Regions from separate parts of the Oryctolagus cuniculus genome. Here region 1 is linked to region 2. The links are chromatin contacts, called in public Micro-C maps. All regions are on one chromosome and are shown on one strand. The core of a region is the stretch at or near the end of the contact, and the rest is flanking DNA. Distances in the headings are between cores, read along the strand shown. Region 1 holds the start of ATR (ATR serine/threonine kinase). Region 2 holds the start of U2SURP (U2 snRNP associated SURP domain containing).

What was found. Hi-C and Micro-C count contacts between places; a contact is called where the count stands out from the background.
Region 1: a contact with region 2 is called in a Micro-C map of ear pinna, with 6 times the contacts expected there. The contact joins the promoter of ATR here to the promoter of U2SURP in region 2. A contact is called at or near these places in 5 of 6 Hi-C or Micro-C datasets (ear pinna, embryonic fibroblasts, psoas muscle and 2 more).

What each region holds. Positions count from the first base shown.
Region 1 is chr4:139,314,329-139,320,867 of mOryCun1.1, forward strand. ATR (ATR serine/threonine kinase) reads left to right here and starts at 1,419. Exons shown (of 47, transcript XM_051859026.2): 1 at 1,419-1,798. The coding sequence starts at 1,740.
Region 2 is chr4:138,834,486-138,840,777 of mOryCun1.1, forward strand. U2SURP (U2 snRNP associated SURP domain containing) reads right to left here and starts at 1,866. Exons shown (of 28, transcript XM_051818666.2): 1 at 1,725-1,866. The coding sequence starts at 1,769.

The DNA of each region.
Region 1 (6,539 bases), core at 169-2,668, 480 kb after region 2:
CTTATGAATATTAGAATGAGGTGCTGAAAATACAGTTAATAAAAAATATTCACAATATATGGATCTGACACTGGACCACTTAATTATATGAAGCAACCATTATAAGATCTAATAAGAGAAACAGACTCTAATATAATGACTGTTGGGAATTCACCCCATTTTCATCAATGGGCAGACCATCTAGACAAAAAAAAAAAACGAAGCTAAACTACACTGTAAGGCTGGCGCTGTGGCACAGTGGGTAAAACTGTCACCTGCAGCACCAGCATCCCTTGTGGGCGCTGGTTTGAGTCCTGACTGCTCCACTTTTGATCTAGCTCTCTGCTATGGTCTGCGAAAGCCGTAGAAGATGGCCCAAGTCCTCAAGGCCCTGCACCCACGTGGGAGACCTGGAAGAAGTTCCTGGCGTCAGATCAGCTCAGCTCTGGCCATTGTGGCCATTTGGGGAGTGAACCACCCAGCAGATGGAAGACTTCTCTTTCTCTCTCTCTCTTTCTGCCTCTGCCTCTCTGTAACTCTACCTTTCAAATAAACCTTTTTTAAAAAATGCAAGGAATCGGCCGGCGCCGCGGCTCACTCGGCTAATCCTCCGCCTTGCGGCACCGGCACACCGGGTTCTAGTCCCGGTCGGGGCACCGGATTCTGTCCCGGTTGCCCCTCTTCCAGGCCAGCGCTCTGCTGTGGCCAGGGAGTGCAGTGGAGGATGGCCCAGGTGCTTGGGCCCTGCACCCCATGGGAGACCAGGAAAAGCACCTGGCTCCTGGCTCCTGCCATCGGATCAGCGTGGTGCGCCGGCCGTGGCGGCCATTGGAGGGTGAACCAACGGCAAAGGAAGACCTTTCTCTCTGTCTCTCTCTTTCTCTCACTGTCCACTCTGTCAAAAAAAAAAAAAAAAAAAAAAAAAAACCTGAACCATGAGGACATAGAGAACTGACCAGAGGGGCAGGCATTTGGCACTGTAGTTATGACACTGTTGGGATGCCTGCATGGGTTCAAGTCCCAGCTGCGCTCCCTATTCCAGCTTCCTGCTAATGTGCATCCCGAGAGGAAACAGGTGATGGGTCAAGCAGCTGAGTACCTTTCACCTGGAAGACCCAGAGTCAACTCTGGCTCCTGGCTTAAGCCTGGCTGTTAGGGAGTGAGACAGCGGTACATTCAACCCAACTTCCATTTTAAATATTACAGGCTGCTAGGATCTTCAAGTTGAAAAAACTGCACAAAAAACCACAAGACATTCACCTTTTGCCCTGTTACCTCTCGAAGGAGGCAAAGAGTGGTAGGAAAATGAGCAACGTTTAAAACGTGAGGAAATCTGGGCTCTGGCCTTGGCACTGACTCGCGGAATTCAGGGATTCTGGGCTGGGGCAGTCAAGTTCCTCTCCTCCTCAGATCCGATGATCTTGCGTCTCTGAAAGTTCAGCTGCCGAGCGCCCCCTCTCAAACCCCAGTTTTACCGCGAGCGTCGCCCGCGCACAGCGGCGAGCGCCATCAGGACCCGCCCCGGGCAACTCGAGCTCCGCGCGCTCCGCCCGCTTCCCCGCCCCCTGACGGCCTCGCGGCTTCCCCTGGGTCCTACGCGCCCCGGCAGGGGGCGTGGCGAGCTGCTCCAGCCGCGGCTTCCGGGAGCAGTTTTGGACCCTGCGAGGCTCCGTCGGGCGCCGCGCCTCTCCACCCGGGATAGCGGTGGCGAAGCGGGGAACTCGAGTTGGCGTGGTTGGCGAGGACCTCGCAACCTCAGCATGGGCGAGCATGGCCTGGAACTGGCCTCCATGATCCCCGCCCTGCGGGAGCTGGGCAGGTAGGGCCAGACCCCGCAGTCCTGGGTGTTGCGTCTTTCTCCGCCCGGCCGGGCCGGCGGCTCTTCCCTGGCGCGCGCTGGCTCCGATCCTCGCATTCCCCGCGGTCCTTACGGGGAGATGCTGTGTGTGCTGGGTGTTTCGCCGTCGGAGTGGCGGTTGATCAGAAGCGGGGGCGTCGTCAGCGATCTGTCGATCCGAGGGGAGGGGGCATCTGCTGGCGCCGCTTTACCTCAGGGTTACCCGGGAGCTCGCCCGGATCTAGAGGCTTACATTCTGGCCTTGGAGGACAGAGTCCCGTCTGATCTCTTTCTAGTCATTTTTCTACACTCTTTTTTTAAAGATTTTATTTTTATTTATTTGAAGTACAGAGTTATATATATAGAGAGAGCTTCCATCCGCTGGTTCACCCCCCAAGTGGCCACAACGGCCGGAGCTGAGCCGATTGGAAGCCTGGAATCAGGCCCAAGTGCTGGGGCCCAGGCTCTTGGGCCATCTTCTGCTTTCCCAGGCCATAGCAGAGAGCTGGATCGGAAGAGGAGCAGCCGGGACTAGAACCGGCACCCATAAGGGATGCTGGCTCTTCAGGCTTTGGTTTTAACCGCTGCACCACAGCGCCGGCCCCTCTACACTCATTGGCTTCCTGAAGACTTCTCTCCTTAGATGAGTGACATGAACCCATCAACCCCCTCCAGGCTCCTATTCTTTATGATCGCTCTTGGAGGAACTAGTTTACGTGTTGTCCCCAAACTGCCCTTAGAAGAAAAATAACCTCTCTGGTTTTCTGCACAGAGGTCAGTTGCTGGACAAGGCAGCTGGTTTCTTTCTTTTGAGGGACATCATAGTCCATTCTGAAGATATGACCCTGTGCGTATGGATGGCGGATACCTGGCCCGTTAGTTTAGTGAGAAATCCAAGGGATTGGCCACAGGGTCCACAAAAATGTACAAAAGTGTTGCCAAAGCTTGAAGATAACTTAATATTACTTCATGTGCAAGTGCTTGTTTTCTGTAAACCCCAAGAGTAAAGTTTTGAACGCCAGTATGTTAGGGAGAGAGGGGAAGAGTGTTGATGGTTGCTACCCCTTCTCAGCACACACAGGGTAACTACATCCATATCTGTGTCTATGTCTATGTCCATATAAGTGTATACTAGTAGTTTCACTGGATGTCCTGTGTCCTATACAAATTCTTTGCTTATCATATATAAAATATATGTTAGGTTCCCTACTCACCTTTCGTACTAGGAAATGCAAATTAACATATCCCAAGTAGTAGAACTCCTGGTTAAACTCTTCCTTCTCCCATGTTATTGTAAATGTACCATCCAGAAGCTTGGGAGTCTTCCTTGCTTCTCCTATCCCTTGATAATCCACAAGCTAATTCTGTCAATCATATTTTTGAAAAACATCTAGAATCTGACACTTCTCACCATCTCCGCTGCTACCACCATAATTTCTATTCTAGACCATTATGGTAACCTCTCAAGTGAACTCTCATTTCCACTTTTCCTCACTTAATAATGGATTTCCCACTCAGCAGTCAATAAGTGATTTCACAACTGTTGATCATATTGTAAATTATATAACAGTATAGCCCTGCACAAAGCTTTCCTTTGGCCTTCCACATTTATTATAAAATCCAGACTCTCACCAAGCCTCTAAGGACCTATCTGGTCTCAACTTGTTTCTCATCTCATCCTCTTCTGTCTTTGTCTTGTTTATTTCAGTGACATTGACCTGGTTTCTCCATGGCACCAAGATCATTCCTGCCTTTAAGGCTTTGCATTTATTGTTCATTCCATCAGAACTGACTGGTTCCTTTCATAAGTCATTTCAGAAGGTCTGATCTTCCTGTTTAAAACTTGCTGTCTTAAGATACATTGATATGGTGGGGCCGCATTGTGGTGCAAATGGTTAAACTCGCATTTGTGATGTCTGCATCCCATATCAGAGTGCTGGCTAGAGTGCTACTCTGCTTTCTTTCTTTTTTTTTTTTTAAGATTTATTTTTTATTTATTTGAAAGACAGAGTTACAGAGAGAGGTAGAGACAGAGAGAGAGATCTTCCATCTGCTGGTTCACTCCCCACATGGCTGCAACGGCTGGAGATGCACTGATCCGAAGCCAGGAGCCAGGAGCTTCCTTCAGGTCTCCCACGTGGGTGCAGGGGCCCAAGGACTTGGGCCATCTTCCACTGCTTTCCCAGGCCATAGCAGAGAGCTGGATTGGAAGAGGAGCAGCTGGAACTAGAACTGGCGCCCATATGGGATGCTGGCGTTTCAGGCCAGTGATTTAACCCGCGGCACCACAGTGCCAGCCCCCTGCTCTGCTTTCAGTACAGTTTCTTGCTAATGCATCTGGGAAGACAGTGGAAGATGGCCCAAGTACTGGGAACCCAGCCACCCATATGTGAGACCCAGGAGAAGCTCCTGGCTCCTGACTTTGCACAGGCCCAGACTTTTGTGGCCATTTGGGGAGTGAACCAGCAGATGGAATATCTATCACTCTGCCTTTCAAATAAATAGTTTTTTTTGAAAGGTATGTTCAGATGGTGATCATTGCTATTAAGATATTAATAGTAGCCACTACAGGAGATTTAGATGGTGAAAAGAAGCCAGTCATGTGAAGCTGGGAAGGTAATATCTGAGATGGAATAGGAAGATACAGAAATCCAGAGAATTAGCCTATTTTTAAATTAAAAAAAAATTTACTTGAGCAGCAGCAGAGAAGAGAGAGCACTCCCGTTTGTGGGTTCACTCCTGAAATGCCTGCAATGGCCAGGAAGGGGCTGGGCCAAAGCTGGAGGCTGGGAACTTAATCCAGGTCTCCCACTCGAATGGCATTAAATCTGGGTACTCCAGTGTGGGATGTGGGCTTCATAACCAGTATCTTAATTACAAGACAAAACACCTGCCCCAAGTTACTTTTTAAAGAATAGGAAGAGGGACTGGCGCTGTGGCACAGCGGGTTAAAACCCTGGCCTGAAGTGCCAGCATCCCGTATGGGCACCGGTTATAGTCCTGGCTGCTCCTCTTCCAGTCCAGCTCTCTGCTATGGCTTGGGAAAGCAGTGGAGGATGGCCCAAGTCCTTGGGCCCCTGCACCCACATGGGAGACCTGGAGAAAGCTCCTGGCCCCTGGCTTCGGATTGGTGCATCTCTAGCCGTTGCAGCCATGTGGGGAGTGAACCAGCAGATGGAAGACCTCTCTCTGTCTCTACCTCTCTCTGTAACTCTGTGTTTCAAATAAATAAAATAAATATTTTTTTAAAAAATAGGAAGAAGCTGAGCATAGGAAACAAATGTAATTTTATGAATTAAGCATGGAAAAGTAGGCAGGGGCCAAAACTTTCAGCACCTGATAGGCAAGAATAAGATGTTAGATTTGATTCTAAATGTAATGGGACACCATTAGAATGTTTTAAATAGGAAAATGGCAATTGAATTTATGTTTTAAAACATGGTTATTCTGGGCTGGCGCCGCGGCTCACTAGGCTAATCCTCCGCCTTGCGGTGCCGGCACACCGGGTTCTAGTCCTGGCACACCGGGTTCTAGTCCCGGTCGGGGTGCCGGATTCTGTCCCGGTTGCCCCTCTTCCAGGCCATCTCTCTGCTGTGGCCAGGGAGTGCAGTGGAGGATGGCCCAAGTGCTTGGGCCCTGCACCTGCATGGGAGACCAGGAGAAGCACCTGGCTCCTGCCATCGGATCAGCGCGGTGCGCCGGCCGCAGTGCGCCAGCCGCGGTGGCCATTGGAGGGTGAACCAAGGGCAAAGGAAGACCTTTCTCTCTGTCTCTCTCTCTCACTGTCCACTCTGCCTGTCAAAAATAAAAAAAAAAATAAAAAATAAAGAGAAAAAAAAAAAACATGGTTATTCTTCACTCCCCTGTTTAAAATTCTTCAATGCCTACTCATTGACTTTAGTACAAACTCCAAACTCCTTAGCCATCCTTTTGAACTTTGAGCTTACCTTTCCACCCTTGACCTTGTCTTCGCATTCATCTTCATGTTTCATTACTGCCTCCCCTTTAACCATAGAGAGCCTCTTACTAGGGCAGACCATGTTCTTGTTCCTAATCCTTTGCATGTACTGATTCCTCTGCTTGAAACACTCTCCCTTTTTTTATGTGATCTGCCTTTTAGGAATTCAGCTTTGTATCCAAGATGTGCTGTAATTGTAAGATACACAGTGGGTTTCAAAGACTTCCTACTAGAAAAATTCATTAAAAGTTCTGATTATTTTCATATTGATTACATATTCAAACAATATTTAGGTCAGTCAAACAAGTTTTGGTCAATTTTGCTCTCCCCTTTTTTTTTTGCATTCTCTTTAAAAACTTTTTTTTTTTTTATTTGAAAGGCAAAATGAGAGAGAGACAGACAGTCAGAGATCTCCCATTCGCTGGGTTGTTCCCCAAAATCCCTCAACATTTGGGATTGGGACAAGCCAAAGCCAAGATCTAGGAACACAGTCTTCCTTGTGGCTGGCAGAGAGCCAACTACCTGAGCTTCCCAGCGTGTGCTTAGCAGGAAGCTGGAATCAGAAGTGGAGAAGCTTCCAAGCACTCCAGTATGGGATGTGAGTGTCCTAAGTGGTGGCTTAATGACTGTGCCAAACACCCTCCCCTTTTTTACAATCTTATGTGGCTACTAGAAAATTATATATGTGGCTTGCATTCTTATTTCTGTTGGCCAGTGTTTATTTAGATACTAAGATCTATGGTACCAGGGTTGTTTTTATGTTCT
Region 2 (6,292 bases), core at 616-3,115:
CCACACTACAAATGAGGAAAGTGAGGTTCAAGAGTTTAAGCAATATATGCTTTAAGATTATTGCAAACATTAATTACCAAGTCAGGATTTGAATCCAAATCTCTTGGTGGTTATCAAAATCCATCATCTTTCCACTACACTGTGTGGTTTCTATATGAACAGAGAAATCAGAAATCACAGTAACATTATTTGAGTCAAGATTCCTCTTACAGACATGAGTAAGGAATCTGTGAATAGTATCAACAGATGATAACCTAAAGCAGTATAAACTAAAAAGATTAATGGAAGAGCCAATAATTACATGAAGCAGCCACACATTTACAACCATGAAAAGCACTGAAATATTCTCATTGTATCCAAGGCCTCAAATACGGACTATTGCAAATACTTTGAGAGGAAGCACGAATTATTACCAGCATAGCTTTACTAACACTCCCTATGAGTGAGGCTGCTTTTGTCTTGAGTTTCTCCAAGGACAGAGTGTGTAAGATGAGTTTTCCACCTATTCATCTACACCCCTCCCCCAAAAGGAAGGAAAGAAAAACTGATAGGGAATAAAGATGTAAAGCAGCTAAAAGTGGTTTAATTTCTAAGTAACTAAAGGATGTTTGGTAACTGCAAAGTACTTAGTGAATTCACCAAACGGCATACAGATTGCTATTTAACAGAAAATGTTTCTCATTACAAACTGTAAGCCTAAGGCTCTCCCCTTAAACCGTCAACATAAGTTTTTAACAGAGGACTTGAGGTCATATACGCTTTTAACATCTCAGACAAAATTTCTTCTACCAGCATCTGAAAGATTAACAACTACTTCACGGAAGTACCTCTTACTTTTAAGATAAGAAGCCCAAAGCAAAAACAAAACAAAACCTATTAAGTGGCCCGCCCCAGATGGCCCACGTAAGACCTGATGCTAACCAGAACCTAAACTATTCAACACTCGGCCGGTTTCACAATCCGTGCACTCGGCTCCCCCTGTAAACTCCAGTGTAATTTACTGGTCTCAGCTTCCAAGTCAACGCAAATTCTTTCGCTGGAGCAACACACAACATGGAGGTGAAGGAGACCCCAGTCTTCGACGCCCGAAAGAAGGGCTTGTTTCTACTTCCCCTAAAGTGAGGGAGTGACCACGTGTAGAGTGTGGCACTAACCTTGGGAGGCAGCTCCGCACAGCAGAGCCGCTCCCGCCTCTGCACTTCCCACCCCGTGCCCTTCCTCTACTGGTCCCTCCTCTCTTAAGCTGCGACCCTAGAAATGATTTATGCCCCGGCAGGCGTGAAATTCAGGAAGGCCGGAAGCGAGTGAAATCTAAAACCGAAGAACCGAGGAAAAAAGAAACAGTTAAGCCACGGGAAGCGATTCCCGCCTCTCCTAGGCGCTGTGCGGCGGCCTCCGAGCCCAGCGAGCGGGGATCCGGGGACGCGTTTACAGGGCTTCAGACCTCAATCTGAATTCCTGACTTCACTCCAATGCCAAGCGCGGGCCGAACTACCCACGCCAGCACCTCCTGGACACGCCAGTCTCGAGCCGAATCCAGCCTGGGACTAAGGGGCGATACCAGGCCTCTCAACCTGCGCACCACGGGTGCGGCGAGGCCGGGCCTACTGACGCAACCAGAACTCGGACCCCAACCCCAGTGACCGCCCGTGGGCCAGAAGCCCCTGCAGGCCCCAGAACGCAGCGACAGACCCACTGACTTGCGAAGTCCTCTAAGAAATTACCTTTGAACTGGCCTTCTGAGATCCGCCTGGCGTTTTGTCCGCCATCTTGAGCTTTGCCCCTCCTTCGGCGGCGGCAGCAGCACGAACAAGTCGAGCGCCGAAAAAGCCGATTTCAGCGAAGCCCGCCAGAGGCGCTTGCAAGGCTGAATAGCCGACTGCCGAGATAGTGAACTCAGGCCGAGTCGTGCCACGTGACTTCCGGTGTCAGTTAACATTCCTCCGCTACCCCGCGTACTCACTCGGCTGGTGTTTTGGGGAGTCTGGCTTCTTGGTGGCGTTTTGGGGTCCGGGAATTTGGAGACTCTTGTTGCCCTCACTTTGAGGGCAGGCTGATACTTCACAGTCTTTTCCGTGCCCCAAGGCTTGAAGGATGGGAGCCAGTTGTATTTCCTGGGCGGGAAGAGGACCGCGCTTAAACAGCGCGCTGGCCATCTGAGGGAGGAGCCTTTGCTTCCATTCGGAAAATAGGTCGGAGCCGAGTAGGGGTCAGGCGCGGGGTCGGCAGAGACGCTGTTGGCGCGCACGGTGATGGGAAAGGCAGAGCCTTGGTCTGCCGGCGTTGAGGTGGTGAATACCGAGATAAGGGTTGTGCCTGGGGGGCCGGGAGGAACGTTACCTCCGATCCCAGGGAGATCCGCTAGAAACGGGCGTCTGCAGAATGAGCCCGTTGCAGACAGGAGGGAATGCGGGAAAGTCGTGAACACTCCGCGGCTGGCCTCCGTGTAAGTTGTGTGTCGTTTTTTAAAATGGCGCTTTAAGCGTTAGCATCCTTTTTTCACTTTCAGTCACACAGCGGAGGGGCTGCCATAAGCCATTCTTGTACTTAATACTTTTTTACGAAGTTCTTAGATCGGGAAAGCTTGCTTGCCGAGGCCACGCGGGACACGAGCCAGGCGAAGCAAGCGGGAAAAGGCACTACAGGCGGCGCGGATGGCTGAAGTGGCAGCTCTGTGGCGTGAGTGTGAGTCCCGACAGCCCGCGGTGCAGGTCCCCGCAGGCGTGGAGGGGAGAAAGTTCACATGGGGCCTTGAGGTAGCCGGTGTACTGAGAATGTGGCCGTCAGCAGGGCAGGTAGGGCCGCTTGGTGTTTAGGATTATAGGGTTCAAAGAAGCAAGGAGGCGCCTGGTTAAAGCAGGAAAGGCTTCCATTAAGGATAGGGCAGCATGCCGGGGAAAGTAGGATTCGCACTGGACAGCAAGCCGGGGTCTGAGACTGCCCACCACGCAGAGGGCAACAGTCTGGGAATCTGAGACTGCCCACCACGCAGAGGGCAACAGTCTGTTTATATTGCTGACTCTTGGCAGGGGGACATTCCCCCACAAGGAGGGTCGGAACAGGGAGAAGACCCCCTTGACAGGTGTTTAATGAAGTCAACAGTTTATGTTCTTATCAGCTTGGGATGTCCCAGCCAGCAGAATCTTAGGCCATATAAAATTCCTTCTTGGCGTCTCAAGGATCATGCTTATTTGGGGCTCACTTTACCAGGTGTTAACTGTTTGTATCCCAACAGCCGAGCAAGCCCTAACAGGGCTTTGGTCATAATTTATTTTACAAGATTGCCCTGGCCGGCACTCTGTGGCACAGCAGGTTAAGATCCCAGCCTGCAGAGACTGTATCCCATATGGGTGCCAGTTCCTCTACTTCTGATCCAGCATCCTGCTAGTGCGCCTGGAAAAGCAGCAGAGGATGGCCCAAGTCCTTGGGTCCCTGCACCCATGTGGTAGATCCAGGGGAGGCTCCTGGCACCTGGTCTCAGATCAGCTCAGCTTTGGCTGTTGTGGTCATTTCCAGCCGATGGAAGATCTCTCTCTCTCTCCCTCCCCCCCCCCTTTCTGCTTCTGTAACTCTGTCTTTCAAATAAATAATCTAAAAAAAATTGCCCTGGGGGTTGGAAGTGGAATCGGACAAGATCCCCTAAATATTACACTGAAATGTGGCCCTTTAAAATTCCATAGAATTGCTATCTGGGATGCCACATGTACTACCAGAATTTGGGGTGCCATATGATTTCATCACGGGCTTATAACTAAATCCCCAATATTAATAAGCCCAAGAGGGTTCTTGCCTAATATTTAGAGAAGAATTCTAAATACCGGCACAGGTAAACGAGGCAGCATGGTATGTTTTAAGCTTTTATTTAGTGCAAGAGGCATCTAGGAAAGTGAAGGCTTTAGTTCAGATAGGAGAGAGGGGAAAGTCTGGAAACTAGGGTAGCGTCCATACCACTCAGAGAGCAGGCCAAAGCCACGTGCAGCAAGCACCTTGAGCTGCTATCCACCGCTTATCACCGGCAGCACCGCAGAGGCAGAGAGCCTTTTGCGACACTCACTGTCTATATACATTTTCCACAGGGGCGTGGCTTGTGGCCAGGTGGGCGCTCAGGTATGGTCAGGTAGAGCCTGATGTCACATGGGGGCGTAGTGGGGGTATCTGGTAGAGTGTTAGGTCACACAGAGGGAAGGCGAAGGTATCAGGTTGGGCGTGAAGTCACACAGGGGCGTGGCGAAGGCGTGGTCTTCCAGCTCACAAATCTAACCAATTTTAGCCTGCATGCCTGCCTGCTTCATTCCCCCCTCAGAGACTCCAGACCTTAATCTTAAGGGGATGTTGATGCGCATCGAGTCACCATCTTCTGTAGCTACTTCCTGCTTATTAGGGGCGTAGACCCTGCCTGTTTTCGGTCCGGAAGTCTCTGCCTATCTCATCTAATGAGTTAGCTTCATGAGCTGGGGCTCTTTCAGTCACCGCCATCCTGCATGTCCTTATTCTCAGAAGCTGTTGGGTTCTGAAACATATAAGTTTGTCATTCACCATGAGAAGATTGGAATAGCCCCAAGTGCTACTGGTGTGCCCCTTAAGATAGAAAAAACGTCTAGCCATCTCCCAGACAGTAGGTGGTGGGAGATTTCCGCTATGCAAACTATAAAACCATTTAGCTTGAGCATAGAGGGCTTTGATGTCCTTTTCTGAGAACATACTATTATTTGAGTAAAGGCGGCAGATCCCCGTGAGCACTGCACACATGCCCCCTTGTTCTGTTAACATGAACTCTAAGACCTGTCTATCGTCCATAACTACCCTGGACAGGGAGTGTACCGAAATCAGAGCCTGCTGCAGAAGCCGTCCTGAAGTGTAGGCCAGATTACCCACAGCTAAGGTCAGGTTCTTAAAGTCGGTTCTGAAAAACTCTTCTGGGCTGTCGTTCTTTGTCACTGAGGAACCCACCAAGGAGTCCTTCTGCCAATAATAGCACCCAGAAAGGACCAAGAGAGATATGTACATCAGGTGGGCACTGAATTGCAGCATTTTGTTGTGGCTAGAACAAGAGTTCTACTTATTTTTCTGCCTTTTGAAGAGGTATTTTAGATCTTCAATTGGCTCACAGGAATAAGCTGATGTATCTGTTGGATCCACCTGTGGAAACTCAAGAGGTAGAGGTTTAATCCTTGACAAATGTACCCAGCTTGGGACTCCCTGTAATTTTACTGACGTAGGAGTGCTCAATAGTACTCGGCAGGGCCCCTTCCACTGGGGCTGTAACTGGTCTGAGGGAGACCCTTCCTTCCAGGTCTTTAATAAGGCCAAGTCCCCTGGGGAGACAGGCTGCTCATGAGCCTCGGGGTCTGGTGCCAGAAGGACCTTGTTGCCATACTGTACTAGAGCCTTCTGTATCTGGCCTAAGTTGATAATGTACTTTATTTGACCTTGCCCAAGAGCAGAAGGTGAGGGGTTGTAGACCCTCTCTTCCTAATTCATTTGTGCAAAATATTTTTGAGGTTTGTTTTGTGTGTTTCTGGGAGTTTGTGGCCCTTCCTCCATTTATGTAGTTGAAAGTGAAAACAGTGCTAACGTATAAAATATAATTTTTAAATGGCATATCATTTATGTGTGTGCTATATTTAGAAAGCCATTTATATGAGTATTTATGATTTTTTTCTCATTCCCTCTGGTCTCTACAAAAGTATGTCCCAAGTGTTGCGTGAGACTTATAGAGGCAGAGAAAAACACACCGTGTTCGCATGGTTTAAAACTTAATGAGGACTGGGGGAGACAAGCAAGGAAGCAGTGAACTAACACTATGCATAATTAAACTGATGCTGTAAGGATCGATAGCAGAGAGGACTCTGGGAGGAGTAATTAATCCTGGGAGCAGGAGCAGAGTGAAGATGGGAGAGGTTTCACAGAGGAGCAGCCTCTGAGCCAGCCCTGAGGATGTAGAATTTGGTCCGTTGGGTGATGGGGGCCTGGGGGTTCAGGAAGCACTTGGAAGAGGATCAGCCACATGGCAGGTCCTCAAGAAAGGTTAACAGTTGTGTGTCAAGCACTGAGCAATCAGCAGACTAAGCTGTTCTGTTAGGGGCAGGGGATGGGGTAGAAGAACAGACAGCAGGCAAACAAGAAGTGATCAGAAAGTGGCCAGAGTGATACATGAAATGCAAAGCTTCCTTCTGCCCAACTGCATTTATCTCCAGTCTTGGATTCTGTCACACTTTTTCAGTTCTGCACTTCTTTCCTAACCCTTGCCCTGACCTCTAATTGAAACCTAATCCATTTTCTACTTTTACTG